Linked DNA regions of Triticum aestivum: region 2 is linked to region 1. Evidence: chromatin contacts called from public Hi-C data. All regions are on one chromosome and are shown on one strand. The core of a region is the stretch at or near the end of the contact, and the rest is flanking DNA. Distances in the headings are between cores, read along the strand shown.

Region 1 (7,417 bases), core at 2,935-5,434:
AGGAGAACAAACTATCCAGAATGTGCAAATTTCCACAAAGTACCCAAGAAATTAGAAAAGGAAAATTCTAAATTACATGACTCATCCATCAACTATTTTCATTCAACAAATTTAAACTAAATCACTACATTAAGCATTTCTTTAAAGATCTAGCTGCCACATGGCATGGTCAGTGCATCGATAATTAACAAATCTGCCAGGTTGAACACTTGTCCTAACACTTCTAATAGGACCAGATGCCGCATGCCCAATGCCAATACATCGCCTAAAGATCCCCAAGTGAGTAGCAAAGCCACATTGGCTCAACAAAATCATCAGTGCCATTTCAAAATTAATTATTTCTTTTCAGGCTAGAACATTACACTAACAGTTTGTATGCTATCATTAGCAGCTGGACACACTAATTTTTTACAAATCGAAAACGTTTTGATAAATAGACAAATATCGCTTGTCTTGCACTCTTGTGATTTATAGAGAAGCATAAAAACCTATAGGATCAAAGAAATTCAACACTCTAAAACATGCAAGTTCGCCATGGACGATCGATGTAGTTTTCTATACCATAAGTACCCTTACAATGGGAACCTGAAAAAATTACATGTTGCTTTCATTGCCCCACAACTAGCCATTCGGTTACTTTTGGAAGGGGAAAATGAAAATGTATCATGGTGTAACGTTTCCACATGTCTGATTCTGCGCAACTGTGCAACCAAGCAAGAACACCAACAAGTTTACTTATAATTAAAGGGAAAATGCCTTCCGTTGTGCACATAAGCGGGCGGGGAGCAAGCAAGGGTTACCTGGCTATAAAACCGTTCAGGGTTTTCCTCCCTCAGGTTGTGGATATCTAGAGCAACCTTTGCATCACAACCAACCCCTGAAAAAGTATCAATATTAAGTACTAAGGTATCTATAATGCAAGAACCATACAGGGATGCATTTTGAGAAGAAGATGGATGAACATACCAAAGTAGTTGTTCATAAATTTTGGTGAAGACATGAGCTTCCCTTGATTGTCCTTTATAGTGATCTTCCATCTGTCCAGAACAGTAACTGCCGCATGCTCGACATCTTTCAAAACTGAGAATAAACCTCCCCGTTTTTCAACAACACCAAGACCACCACCCCAAGACAAAACCCTCGCAAGATCGTTGCCAGTACCAGCTGGAAGGATGGCTACGGGAGGTGGCGCTTCAAACTTTTGTTTCTCAATGGCATCCAAAACCCAACCAGCCGTGCCATCACCACCACAAACAAGAATTTTGAAGTGAGGTACCTTCCGAAACAAAGATAAACCAACTTCTGGTCCTTGATGCTTGCCCAACTCAAATACCTACGAAAGAGTTAGCACTTAGCACCCCAAATGTGAACTCTAGTTTTATTACTCCCACCAATCCATATTAATTGTCGCTTGTACTAAATCAGCGACATTTAATATGGATCGGAGGGAGTATAAATAAATGGGCCAAATCCATAAGATTGAAATGATTAAGAATTCCCAGACGGAGCATTAATTGAATTCTACGTAAGGAATTTGCAATCATGCACTAGAAATCATAACAGTATAGCAAGTGACACATAGCATTAAGTTTTGAACAAAATAAGCTGGGACAGGATTATCCATGCTATGGCACAGAGCATACGCCCTTCAGAGATACTATACACAAGTTATGTGAATGAAAGTTTATATACAGTATGCTAGAAATAAATCAAATAAGCAGCATTGATGTGAGCAAATGAAGAAAGATGAACACATTATTTAAAGCTGGTAAAAGCTTAAAGGCAACAACTAATTGCTACACCAACCTGTAAAGGATTAAGAAGGATCTGCAGGCGCTGTCTCAGTGAATCGCCACTCTGGGCACCACTTCTCTTGTTAATGAAAACTAGCAATGGCCTAGAATCAGAAGGCACGTCCACAATTTCATATTTTTGATTATTCTGGGCATGGGACATCTCATGTTGGCCATTTGGCCTGCTAGTAGCAGTATCCGCTATGAACTGTTTGTCTTTTTCTGATTCAGTGCTTTGATGCACTTCATGAAGTTTACCATTGACATGATCATCTCTCTTAGCAGTGTTGTTTGATCCTTCTGAGTCTCCGTCAGTATCAGATTGTGGCTCAGCAGTCCCAGGGCTCTCTGGCTGAGAAGAACCAATGTTCTTTTTGTACCTTTTGCTACGAATCCTAATCGTCTCCCGCACAGTGGAAGCCAATTCATTAGCCCCACTTGTGATAGAACTGAAAAGTCCTGTTGCACCTGTCCTATGAAGCTCCTTGACACACAGAGGTGATAGTATCAGCCGTTTCAATGGGCCTAAGTCACAGACATCACCAGTTTCCTTGGCTAAGTTGTTGTGGCAATCAACATGCACTATCCGTTGACACCACATACAGTACCAAATTGGAGACCCTCCGAGAAAAGCTCCACTGCAAGATTCATCACAGTAGCAACAGAATGAGTCTTCTTCAGAGCGATCAGCTGTGTCAATCCACTGGACAGCCCACTGGTGAATGACATGGTCAAGGCCAACCATAGAAACGCATTTGCAATCTTTGTGTGCATTCCCTGAGCAACTAGGATGTGCAGTGGCACCACAAATATCACACTGATGGATAGTCCCCCCCAAATACTGTGGCGGTGAAACAGACTTCAAGCATACACAGCATTTCAGACCTTTACTGCGAGAGCCAGGTTCTTTCCTCCAGATGTGGGAAGCGGCAGGGACCTTGTCTTTCAGTTTCTTGTACTTCTTTGCCCTTGCTCTGATAGCTTTCATCAAGCTCAAGCTGATATTTTTGTTCAACTGATTGATGGTATAATAAATTGTCACGCCACCTACCAATGCAAAGATGACAGTGGCAGCTACGACAGACCAATACTCTGACAGGTAGGCCGAAATGTCACTCCAGCTAGGAAGCGCCATCCTGTGCATTTCTGCAATGTGGTAGCATGGCAGTTAATTGGATAAATACATTTTCGATGGAAACTGATGTATGTATGGTGCTATCAACAAGTTTTCTGGCTGGCCTCTAGCGATGTGCAAAGATAACTAGTCCATACCTATGCAAAAGTTGGTATCTACTCCCTCTGTCCCATAATATAAGACGTTTTTTTGACACAAACACCGTGTGTAGTCAAAAATCGTCTTATATTATGGACAGAGGGAGTAGCAAATAAATATACCACTCAATTATCATGTGTGGGCCATGACTACTTGTTATTGTTACTGCCAGTGTCATTCCTCTATACTGCAAGAGATACAATGAGAGTATGGACCACGATATTTAGTACCGCCTGGTGTTCCTAGCCAAGTGGAAATGCCAAAAACTATTGCCTATGTTTTGAAATAAAACCCATGGTGACATTTGGTACTTGACAATGCGTTCTATTTCCGCGGAAGAATCTGTTCCAGGAACCCTTGATCAAAACGACACACAGCACACAGGTAGGCCTAGGATCCCGCCCGCCCACTGCTGATAACTCGCCCAATCCCCCACGCACGAACCAGCACCCCACACCACACCCTAGAAGTTCATCCTCCCTCCCTGACGGCCCTAGAAACAAGACACGAAACAACCAACCAAACCCTGACGGGCCTAGAAACAAGTGACACCACCTCACCTCAGGCAGCCCTCGCCGGAACCCTAAGCCCCCCGACCGTCCCGTCGCCATGAACCCCCGAAATGTTTCCTTCTCGTGCTAATTGGGGAAAACCCGTACAGGGAGGGAGAGATACCTCGCGGGGCCGCGGACGGGCGGCTCGTCGGGGGAAGGGAGCGCGAGACCGGGATCGCGGCTTCGTCGTCCTCCTCCTCCTCTTCTTCTTCTTCCCCAGCACCTCCTCCTCGCTCACATTGCGTCGGCGCGCCCCCGCGATTCCGATTCCGACATCTCCTCCGCCTGCTGCTCCTCCCGCTCCTCCTGCCTTTCCCCTCCGGTTTGATGCTGCAGAAAGGGACCAAAAGCCGCGGAGCCTGTCATAATACGGGTCAGAAAAAGGTTAACAGGGATATTTAATGCGTATTAGTGAGTTGATCACGACACTTTGTGGAGTTCGGGTGCCGCGGGCCACGTCCGCCCGCGCGATCTGCGCCGTTGGCGGGGCGACGGACGGGGGGGATCGGGTGATCTCGGGGCGAGCTTTCCCTCGGGAGTGTGATTCATTGGCTGATTATTAGTTTAGCGGTGTGGTATGGGCGGTCTGTTGGGCCCACCTGCAGCGGGCGGTGCGCCCTGGCCGAGAAGCTTCGTGAGTAAGCGAAGGCTTTCGCTGCTGTTGGTGCGTGCTACGCGCACCCCAGGCGCGATGTCGGTGGGCGCAGTGTTGGGGTCACTGGCCAGCGGGCCCACAGTTTGTACTTTCTAGTCCAGAAAAAAAAACAGTTTAAGAGCATGGTTTGTTTATATAAAGAAAATAGTGCGATTGTTGTGGTACTTCCCTCTTTCAGGAGGCTTATAATGATCCGTTGCGCCATTTGACGCAGAGACTAACTGCAACGTGAAGGTCAAGTGAACTATTTGAACATAATAAAATTGAAGTGAAACTAACTATTTGAAGCGTTGGAAGTGATTACATTCATAATGCATCTCTATTTTCCTTCGCAGTGATTATTGCTCATAGGTTTCACTTTGATGACATGGGACAATAGCCCTTAAGCGAACTTTGAAACTTTAACCAAGAAGGATAAGCAACGTCATCCGCAACATATCTAACAGAATGTTGGAAGGTAAGTGAATTGGCGCCGAGAGACCGACTGAAAGCCAGAAATTAAGTAAACTATTTGAAATATAAAATAAAAGTTAAGTGAGCTATTTGAAGATACCAACTAACTAACAATAATCAAAAAAACCTATGGGCAACGATCATTGTCAAGGCAAATACAGGAAAGTAAGTTGCTCTTGTGAAACTATTAGAGAATTTAGGGTCGAGCACAACCCCACGTCACTCGACTCTAGCCAGATAGTGTGTACTACGATGCCTGCCCGGCGTTTCAACACGGCTGACCCAGAAGTTAAGTGCACGTCACTCGACTTTAGCCGGATGGTGTGTGCTGCGATGTCTGCCCGACGTTTCAACACATCCGACCCAGAAGTTAAGTGCACGTCACCCGACTCTAGCCGGATGTTGTGTGTTGGTATGTCTGCCCGACCTTTCAACACGGTCGAGTATCCACGGGAGTCATTATCAGGTGTAAGCTCGATGCTCACCCTGACCTCATTCAGATTGATATTTCCGCCTAGCGTTTCTAGCATATCTACGAACGCATGTCCTACTTTTCGACGCCGCTTAGCCGGCCCGGTAGGTGTGTTCTATTTTGTACATCGTGGGATCTAGCCGACTCGGCTTGTAGTTGTTCCACGACTCTCTATTGGTTGGCATGTGTTTGTGAGACACGTTGGCGTCTGGTGTCATCGTTGTTCAGTCGTTTCTCTGTTATTTCGGCACAAGTAAGCCATGGTCCCCCGATCCATCTATATATACCACCCCCACTAGTATGCCCTAATCAAGCTACGCGCTCTTCCGGGCCTCACGAGATAAGCTATTAGCAAGAGTAATCAGTTGAGCCTGGAAACTAATCAATCAAGAGATAGAGACATGGAGGAGGCAATTGCAAATGTCGAGCGCCTGTGTAAGATGGTCCACGATGCCGCGCTCCGCTCGACACCGAGGAATGCCTACGAATGGTACTGGCGGCTGGCACGACCAGATGTGCCTTGGACGCCAACTTCGTCCCCTGGTTCGAGCAGGCTATCGCTAGGGTGTTCAACAAGTTCGCCACCGTCATGAATCTGGCAGAGGACCTCGCTACACGGCTACAACCCACACGCCCAGCATCAGCATTACCAGCCTCCCTCGAAGGCCTTGACAGTGACGACCTCCTTCACGACGAGCAAGAATTAAGATTGAGAATGTTGATATGTCTCTAATGTACCTATATTTTTTTAAATGTTATTACATTATCACTTTTGTATGCTTTCTATATCATTTTATATTATTTTTCTCGACTAACCTATTAATTTAGTGCCAGTGTCAGTTCCTATTTTCTGTATATTATTTATTTCACAGAAAATCCATACATGCGAAGGTCCAAACACAAAGAAACTTTTTGACGTTTTTTTCTAGAACATAAATGACCCTGGAAGTTTTGGGAGGTGGCCAGAAGAGGGGGCCACAAGCCAGGGGGTGCGCCCTGGGGGTAGGGTGCGCCACCCAGGCTTGTGGGCCCCCTGCTGCTTCGTTTGCCTTAATTCCTGGCCTATAAATACACATCTATTCCAAAACCCTCGGAGCGAGACCCGAAACAATTTTTATCGCCGTTGCAAGCCTTTGTTCTAAAGCGATCCCATGCGAAGCCCTGTTCTGGCACTGCCGGAGGGGGGGGGTCATTGGGGAGGTCATCATCATCAACCTTGCTGCCTCCATGATGATGATGTGTGTAGTTCTTTCAGGACCTACGGGTCCATAGTAGTAGCTCTCTCTCTCTCTCTCTCTCTCTCTCTCTCTCTCTCGATCTTCAATACAATGATCTATTGATGTCCATCAATTGACGTGGCTAATCAACGGGCTATGGAGATGCCCATCAATTAATGTCAATAGGAGTAGGGATTGCCATGCACCGGATGCACTAGAGCTATAAATGTATGAAAGCTCATCAAAAGAAATTAAGTGGGTGCGCATCCAACTTGCTTGCTCACGAAGACCTAGGGCATTTTGAGGAAGCCCGTCATTGGAATATACAAGCCAAGTTCTATAATGAAAAATTCCCACTAGTATATGAAAGTGACAACATAAGAGACTCTCTATCATGAAGATCATGGTGCTACTTTGAAGCACAAGTGTGGAAAAAGGATAGTAACATTGTCCCTTCTTTCTTTTTCTCTCATTTTTTTTCTTTTTTCTCTTTTTTTTTTATTTTGGTGGGCTTCTTTGGCCTTCTTTTTTATTTGGGCTTTTTTGTCCTCTTTTATTTTTCATAAAGTCCGGAGTCTCATCCGGACTTGTGGGGGAATCATAGTCTCCATCATCCTTTCCTCACTTGGGACAATGCTCTAATAATGGAGATCATCACACTTCTATTTATTTACAACTCAAGAATTACAACTCAATGCTTAGAACAAAATATGACTCTATGTGAATGCCTCCGGCGGTGTACCGGGATATGCAATGAATCAAGAGCGACATGTATGAAAGAATTATAAAGGTGGCTTTGTCACAAATACGATGTCAACTACATGATCATGCAAAAGCAATATGACATTGATGGAGCGTGCCATAATAAACGGAACGGTGGAAAGTTGCATGGCAATATATCTCGGAATGGCTATGGAAATGCCATAATAGGTAGGTATGGTGGCTGTTTTGAGGAAGATATAAGGATGTTTATGTGTGATAGAGCGTATCGTATCATGGG
Region 2 (7,417 bases), core at 2,016-4,515, 150 kb before region 1:
TGTCGACGGATGACAGGCATTGCTCAATGAACTTGTACTGCTCGGTCCCTGGCCTCCAATCTTCTTCTGTGTTAGCAATGCAGAACCTGAACATGCCATAATCTGTCGCATACCTGAAGAAGGATAGCTGTCTGTCAGTAAATTTCAAGGATTGTACTGTACATCTTAAAAGGAAGAGTTATGGCCTCACTGAGTCACAGCATTTACCAGAATTTTGCACGGTTCTCAGCAGGAGTATAGAATACAGTTTGCGCAGGAACACCACATTCTCCACCTGAGTCAAGATTCCCATAGAAAGATCCAGTCCCGGGCCAGTCTCTTTCATGGTTACCACTGCAGAAATGCCCATTCTTGTATTTATGAAACAGTAATACATTTTGAAAACAGAGGAAGTTCTGAAATGATATACTAAACTAACCTGCCAATCATGTATGGTACAGTTGATGCAATTGGTTCAATCTGTGAGGTGAACTGATCCCACTGAGACAAGTAGCCATTGGCGTAGCAAATGTCCCCAATGTGAAGCACCATGTCAACGTTTTCTAGGTCTTTAATGATCTGGTTAGTAGTGTTCAGTGAGCCAGGTTGGAAGTCATTGAACTCATTAGAACCATCTGCCTCTGCCTGAAGAAAAAAATGCGAGCACAAAAAATCAATGTAATTCTGATTCAGAAAGAGAATCACCGTAACTGGAAAATGTCTAGTTGTTACAAGAAAAATATGAAATAAAACCAAGATGGGAAGAAAACATAATATACCTTTCCCATATCTCCAAATATGACAATTTGTTGCAAGGAATCTTGCCCAGGATAAGGTGATGCTTTAAAGTTATATAACTTGCTCCAGATGTGGGTACCATTTGGTAACCTATGGCCAAGCCTGTAGGTATACCTGAAATTTTTTAAGTAACCATTTCTTAGTAGCTGGATGCATCAAAATTTCAAAACAGGTTAAAGAGACAAGATAGACAACACACTTGGAGTCTGGCCACAGATCCTTCAAGAAACTAGTATGAATGTAACCCGGATGGCGCCAACCAACAGTTCGAGCAGGTGCTCCTACATGTGCCGATTAGAGGTAAGGCGTTTGATTCAAAACAAAAACAAATGACCTAAGAAAACCTATGAGCAGATTCTCAGTTATGTTGACGGTGTAAATTCTGAACTACGATCATCTCATCTCTTAAGAAGAATAGGCAAATAGTGACATACCGCACATGCTATTTCTGTTGAATGTTAATGTTCCGGCTGGGGAAAGAAACTGAGACCCGCCTTTCGCACCCCATTCAACAAAAGGAACTGCTTCTTTTATATCGTATCCACTTGTCCAGGTGATTGTCATCTACAATAGTACTAGTACAGTTACCTTAGATAACTGAAGACAGTACTATTGTATAGCTAGTTTCAATGCTGAATTGAGATGAATAATACGATGCATATTCTCGTGAAAAAGACACACAATTTAAAACGGTCCACTCAATGGTGAATTTATAGGTAAGCTTACTTCATCCCAAGACTTCCCTTGTGCCAAACGTGGGTAGACAGGTGCCTTTGGGTTTGCAAAGGTGACCATGTTTGAGACAGCAATCAGCTTGGGCTGTTACAGGAGTGGACATTTTTCAGTCTCAGGAATATGACACGTATATTTTTTTTGTTAGAGCAGAGTTGTTATTATGCAGAGAAGTTGAGGTAACACAGTATAGCCTTGCCTTCATCAGACCACCGGAAAATAGTGCAAAAGAGAAGTCTTCCCTCTGGTTGATCAACTGAAGCTTCAAGTTTCCCTTCCCAGACCTGTTATAGCCATCATTCTTGAACTTTGCAAATTGGTACTGCAATGAAGATAGGAAAGGAAAAGGTTAATGTTCGAAACAGAAGTATCCCAGAGTCTGAATCCTGGCATAGAACTATATCTGAAGCTCAATTAGCCAAATGGAACAGGAAAAATAATGCCAACCTTGATAGGTGCTGTGCATAGCACTGGAGGTTGCTGCCTCTCATTTTCAGGCTCGCATATCGCATCACTATTTTTTTTTCAAAAAAGAAACAACAAATCAAATAACGCGTAAGATCTCAGGTGCATCTCTGAAAGCCTAGGTGGATTGAGATCATGTTACAATAGATTTGCCTCCACGCAGATATACTGATATTATTACCTGAAATTGGCAGGAGAAAACACACCAATCCAGTCGTCATCGGAGGGATTTGGATGGAAGAACTCCACCTCTACCCACTCGCTGTTCTCGCCCTGCAGGATGGCATCACATCACTGTGGAACTGTTGAACAAGAGTGGTGAGAAGTGGGGCATGCTAACCTTGAGCCCAAGAACCAACGGGGACGCCTTTACATGCACCGAGTCATCGATGGCGAGGGTTGTTCTCTCAACTGCGATCCTCGACAGCGGCTGCTCGCCGCCAGGAAGAGCCGCCGCACAAACAAACAGCCATATGACGACCACCCACAGCCTCATTTCGTCGAGCAGCCTGAATATTCCCAACTAAGACAACAATCCAAGAAGAAGAAGAAGAAAAGAGCAAGCATATAGACTGCAACACCCACCTGTAATTTCGAACCATTTCTGGCAATCGCCGGGAGAAGGAGAAGAAGGAGAAGGTATACCAACAAGAGACAGCAGCTTTATTATGATACGAGCGTATGCGTGGGTAGTGCAACTTAGTTGAGTGACCGAGTGTGCAGGATTGGAAGAACCGAGGAAGAATGCACAAATATATAGCCAATCATTGAGGTAGGCGTGTAGGCATAGGATACCATTCGTTGCTCCCAAGAAGACAAAGTGAGATTGAAAAATGGCGTCAAGAAAGACCATAATAGTTGACTGACGCTGTCAGTGTCAGCATTTCCTTTTTCCTTTGCGAGGGCTGTCAATGTCAGTACAGTACAGGTGAAGATTAATTTGACAGACGTAGGGAAAAGATCATCTTGTAAAGATTAATTGTATTAGAGATAAATGCTTCTTGATCAAATTACCAGGCAAACCTTGAGAGCAAGAACCGTGGCGTGGACGTGGCACTCTCACGATCTTCGACAGCCATGGAGCGCATGAACATGTGCCAAGAAGCATCCATAATCCATAGCATAGCATGGACCTTGGTCGAACAGGTGGTGGGCGACGGAGGAGGACAACAGTCACCACGGTCATCGTTCGCGCGTACACCGGCGCGCCGCTCATGTTCCAGACCCGACACCGTGCTGTTCGGCCTGGCCTGCGAGCGCGGCGCCGACGGAGCACGCGAACACGCCGGCCTGGAGGATGGCGGCCGGCTGTTCGGCCGCCCACGGCCAAGCTCGCCCGGGCCAGTCACCTCCCGAGGTGCGAAACGTTTTTCTTTTTCTTTTCTCACCCTCCACAGGAACAGAAAGCTACCCAATCCTCACCCCCGACAGAGACGGCAGCGGCGGCGCGCGTCGAGGTGCAGTGCAGCCCCTCTCCCCTCTCTCTCTCCCCCTCTGTAATCTTTTCTCTATCTCGCTAAAGCGGCGGCCGGCGGGTCGCGATAGGTGAGCGACGGTGGCGCGCGTCGAGGTGGGAGGTGAGCGATGGTGGTGGGCGGGAGGGGAGTGAGGCAGTGGACGGTTAGGGATGGGTAGTGTGCGGGAGGCCGGTGTGGTGAGGGTTGGGTCCGGGATGGCGAATGAGGCAGACCGCGGCGAACTCCAGCGCGGAGGCCAGGTGGCTTATGCTATGGCCGGGGGTCGCCATTGGATGGGAATTTCAGTTTTAGACACTGGGCGTGGAGTAGGGCTCTCCTCTGTACTTCTCTTTGCCGGGCTCTGACCCCCACCCTCTCTTCCTCTCTGCAGCTAGCACCGAGCGATCTCCTGGTAGCACCAAGCCGGCCAAGATAACAAGCACAGCAGCCCCCTTTCTCTCCCTCAAAAATCAGAGGTATAATAAGCACACAGGAACCCCATTGCTGTTGTTTGGTTCTATTCTTTGATTGTTGGACAGCGAGCATGATATATTCTTCTATTCTGTATGTGTATGGATTGTGAGGAATATTTGCTATGTGTATGGACAGTGAGCATGGTTCATCCATTTGATTGTGTTCCCAGCTGAGGCTGCTGGGTCACCTGCCGGAACAGCGCCTGGAAAAATGGCGTCCACCCTTCTCCCGACCTTATTGCCGCCTGTTTCACGCACCGCCGCCTTCCTCCTCCGAACCCCATCACAACCCTTCCGCTATCACCATCCACTTTTCCGCAGCCTCCTCGCCTCAGCTTCCTCCCCATCAACCTCTCCTACTCCACGCGCCCTCGTTACCATGGCCTCTGCAGCTATCCCCGCCCGCCGGGATCTCCTCATGCTCGGCATTGAGACCAGCTGTGACGACACCGCCGCCGCTGTGGTATGCATGGCTCATTCGCTGCACCATTTCTGTCCAGTCGCTTCTATTTGTGGCCGAACCTTCTAGATTTTATGCTTACGGCCTGTCTCTATGGTGCTTGGTTGGTTGCAGGTTAGAGGCGACGGGGAGATCCTTAGCCAAGCGATTTCTTCCCAAGTAAGGATTTGCTTTTCAGTTCACATTCTCTCCAGATGTTTCATGTCTAATTCTGTTGTCAGGAATTTTTGGCAAATGTTGTATCCTTTACATGTTGCTGATCGTACTGTTGTGTGTTTGTAAGTCAGATTTGCTTGTGAAATGGGGCGGGGTCGCTCCTAAGATGGCCGAAGAAGCTCACGCGCTTGCAATCGATCAGGTTCATCTTCCTTTAAGAAGATGGATGACTTTTATTATTATGTTTGTTTTAACTGTCTTCTATGTCCTTGTCTTGCAGGTTGTTCAGAAAGCACTCGATGATGCAAATGTGTCAGAGAGTGATCTTTCTGCTGTGGCCGTGACCATTGGACCAGGACTTAGTCTATGCCTTAGAGGTTCCTGTTTTTTCTATTCTGATCTTGATGAATTACTGATGTTTAAGGAAATGTCTGTTCGTCAGTTACCAAATTCAACTTTTATCCACGCAAAAAATTAATGTAATTTGTAAGCTTGCACATCGGATAATTTTATCAGTTAGGCTTTAGGTATGGTGACAGTGGTCCAAGTGAGTTAAAGTTAATCAGACTAAAGAATCTTGCTATTCACTTAAAGAACTGTTTTGGATAATTTAGTGCTGACTTTTTTAAACATGCATAACGTTCATAAATATTCTGGAAAACCCCTAACTTTGGTTTATTAAAAGCAATTCCGAGGGACGAAAAATGGGCTTCTTCAATATTACATATACAGCTTACTTACCCACTCAATCAGAATTGGTCTTTTTTTTCTTTCTTTTTTTGAACTATGATAAGTAGACCACTGTATCTTCTGGGTTTTTTGGGACACTCTTGAACCTGGAGACAAACCATTTTATTATTTGTTCTAGTGTTTATGGAGTGCAAGACTTTTGTTAAAGCTTGTAAATAAGTTCACCTTTTTCTGTTTTTTTGTATGCGAGTGTAATGACCTGTCAAATTGCAGTTGGTGTTCACAAAGCTCGGAAAATAGCAAAAGTATTTGGCTTGCCTATTGTTGGAGTTCACCATATGGAGGCACATGCATTAGTTTCCAGGTAATCATTTAACTTCTGACATCTCTTTAGTGACGCACAATTTATTTGATGAGTTCAACATCACACCGAATCAGCTATATAGAATTTGTTTTTGGTTCGAGGACACAAGGTGTTTTCATGTAATTTCAAAAACCAGGTCCACAAAGTGTTTATTTTTGTGGGTTTGCTTTTGCGAATTACTTTTTTCTTGAGAAACACAGTACGGACGCAGACGCGCACATACACGCATGCACAGTCACCCCTATGAAATCACACACGCACACCCTACCGGCCTACTCCTATGAGCACCTAGCCATACCGCTGAACGAATATTGCCGGAAAGCCTGGAATAAAACCAGGAAACTGCGACCACCTGTGTCAAGTCTAGGACTTGAACCCGGGTGGGCAGGTTCCGCCACAAGGAACCTAGCCATCTGAGCTATGCTTACAAACTGCTCATACGTCCTACATTATGTTTTCCCCTTAAAATAGCTGTGGACTTATCAAGACATTGAACTGGTCTAGCACAAGCTGCGAAAACTGAAAATCAAACTATTTTTTAGTGATATACGACCTCCAAAGATTGAACTAAATTGAAATCTATAGCTACAATTTGTCTTTGAGTAGGAAAGTATTTACGTCGGCAAGCTCTTTCTCACTGTCATATCTGTTTCCAGCATGCCTTGTTGTGAACTTCTGATGTGAAAATTCGTAGTTTAACTACTTCAAATATGGTGAACATATTTCATATTTGCAATGAAGGCCTTGCTCTATAAACATAAAAAAAGAGCAGCACACGTGCCTCCCATACTTCTAATGATATTGCATTCACTGAATTATGTATTTAATGTGGTTTGATCCTTGTCAGGCTGGTGAACAAGGACCTTAATTACCCATTTTTAGCTCTTCTAATTTCAGGTATATGCTAATTACAGTACCATGTCTCAGTATTCTATACCATGATCTAGCTTAATTCTCTTATTCCAGAGGAGCTTACAGTTGTAAATTACGATAGCAATAATGCCATAGAAGATATGCATTCATTTTTTTCCTGCCTGTCGGAGTCCAAAGCCAGCTATTATTTTATGCCTTATTGCAATGATTGAAATGTGATTAATATTTTCACTCCTACAAATTGAGGTTTCCATCCACTATTTCTTTTTAGATTTTTTATTCAAAATAATTTGAAGCAAAACTACAGCAGCCGAAGTTCATGTAAGAGATGTCTTAATCTAGCAGACATGCTAGTTTTTATACTGACACTGTCACAGTTGTGTTTGCTGATTTTTTTACGGCATTGCGCTAACTAGTTAATATGTACAGGAGGACACAATCTTCTTGTTCTCGCTCAGAACCTTGGTGAGTATGTTCAACTGGGGACTACTATAGATGATGCAATTGGTGAGGCATATGACAAGGCAGCAAGATGGCTGGGTCTTGATATCCGGAAAGGTGGTGGTCCTGCTCTTGAAGAGCTTGCCCTAGAAGGTGATCCAAATTCTATTAATTTCACAGTAAGTTTTCAGGTGTAATTCCACAGTAATTATGTTTACTTGCCACTAATCTTTTAGTTCAATTTGACATGTTACTTGCCTTTTTTGTATACCTCCAGGTTCCGATGCGACAACACAAAGATTGCAATTTCTCTTATGCTGGTCTGAAGACTCAAGTTCGATTGACTATTGAATCCAGAAATCTGTATGAATATGCCATTCCTTTTAGTTGCACTGTTTGTTTCATCATCTTCATCATAAGATGAACACACCTGCGGGTGTCTTCAATACAACCTTGCGTTTTGCCATTTGTCATGCTGTTTGTTCCTTGTTTATTTGTCCTTCGAATTCATTCTTTTTGATGCTACACC

The links. A called contact is a pair of places that touch in the nucleus more often than the background predicts.
Region 2: a contact with region 1 is called in a Hi-C map of leaf, with 2.2 times the contacts expected there. The contact joins the promoter of LOC123110640 here to the promoter of LOC123110637 in region 1. A contact is called at or near these places in 2 of 5 Hi-C or Micro-C datasets (both in leaf).

What each region holds. Positions count from the first base shown.
Region 1 is chr5B:104,749,841-104,757,257 of IWGSC CS RefSeq v2.1, reverse strand. It overlaps LOC123110637 (diacylglycerol kinase 1), which reads right to left and starts at 4,184. Exons shown (of 9, transcript XM_044531199.1): 1 at 4,050-4,184; 2 at 3,742-3,979; 3 at 1,807-2,939; 4 at 967-1,333; 5 at 801-877. The coding sequence starts at 4,169.
Region 2 is chr5B:104,902,497-104,909,913 of IWGSC CS RefSeq v2.1, reverse strand. It overlaps LOC123110640 (probable inactive purple acid phosphatase 1), which reads right to left and starts at 3,265. Exons shown (of 14, transcript XM_044531202.1): 1 at 2,989-3,265; 2 at 2,560-2,879; 3 at 2,315-2,483; 4 at 2,156-2,247; 5 at 1,957-2,023; 6 at 1,709-1,831; 7 at 1,504-1,596; 8 at 1,212-1,341; 9 at 977-1,058; 10 at 759-891; 11 at 419-624; 12 at 208-333; 13 at 1-113. The coding sequence starts at 2,576. It overlaps LOC123110641 (probable tRNA N6-adenosine threonylcarbamoyltransferase, mitochondrial), which reads left to right and starts at 3,102. Exons shown (of 14, transcript XM_044531204.1): 1 at 3,102-3,431; 2 at 4,479-4,523; 3 at 4,648-4,722; 4 at 4,801-4,897; 5 at 5,484-5,574; 6 at 6,422-6,471; 7 at 6,877-7,067; 8 at 7,166-7,251. The coding sequence starts at 3,102.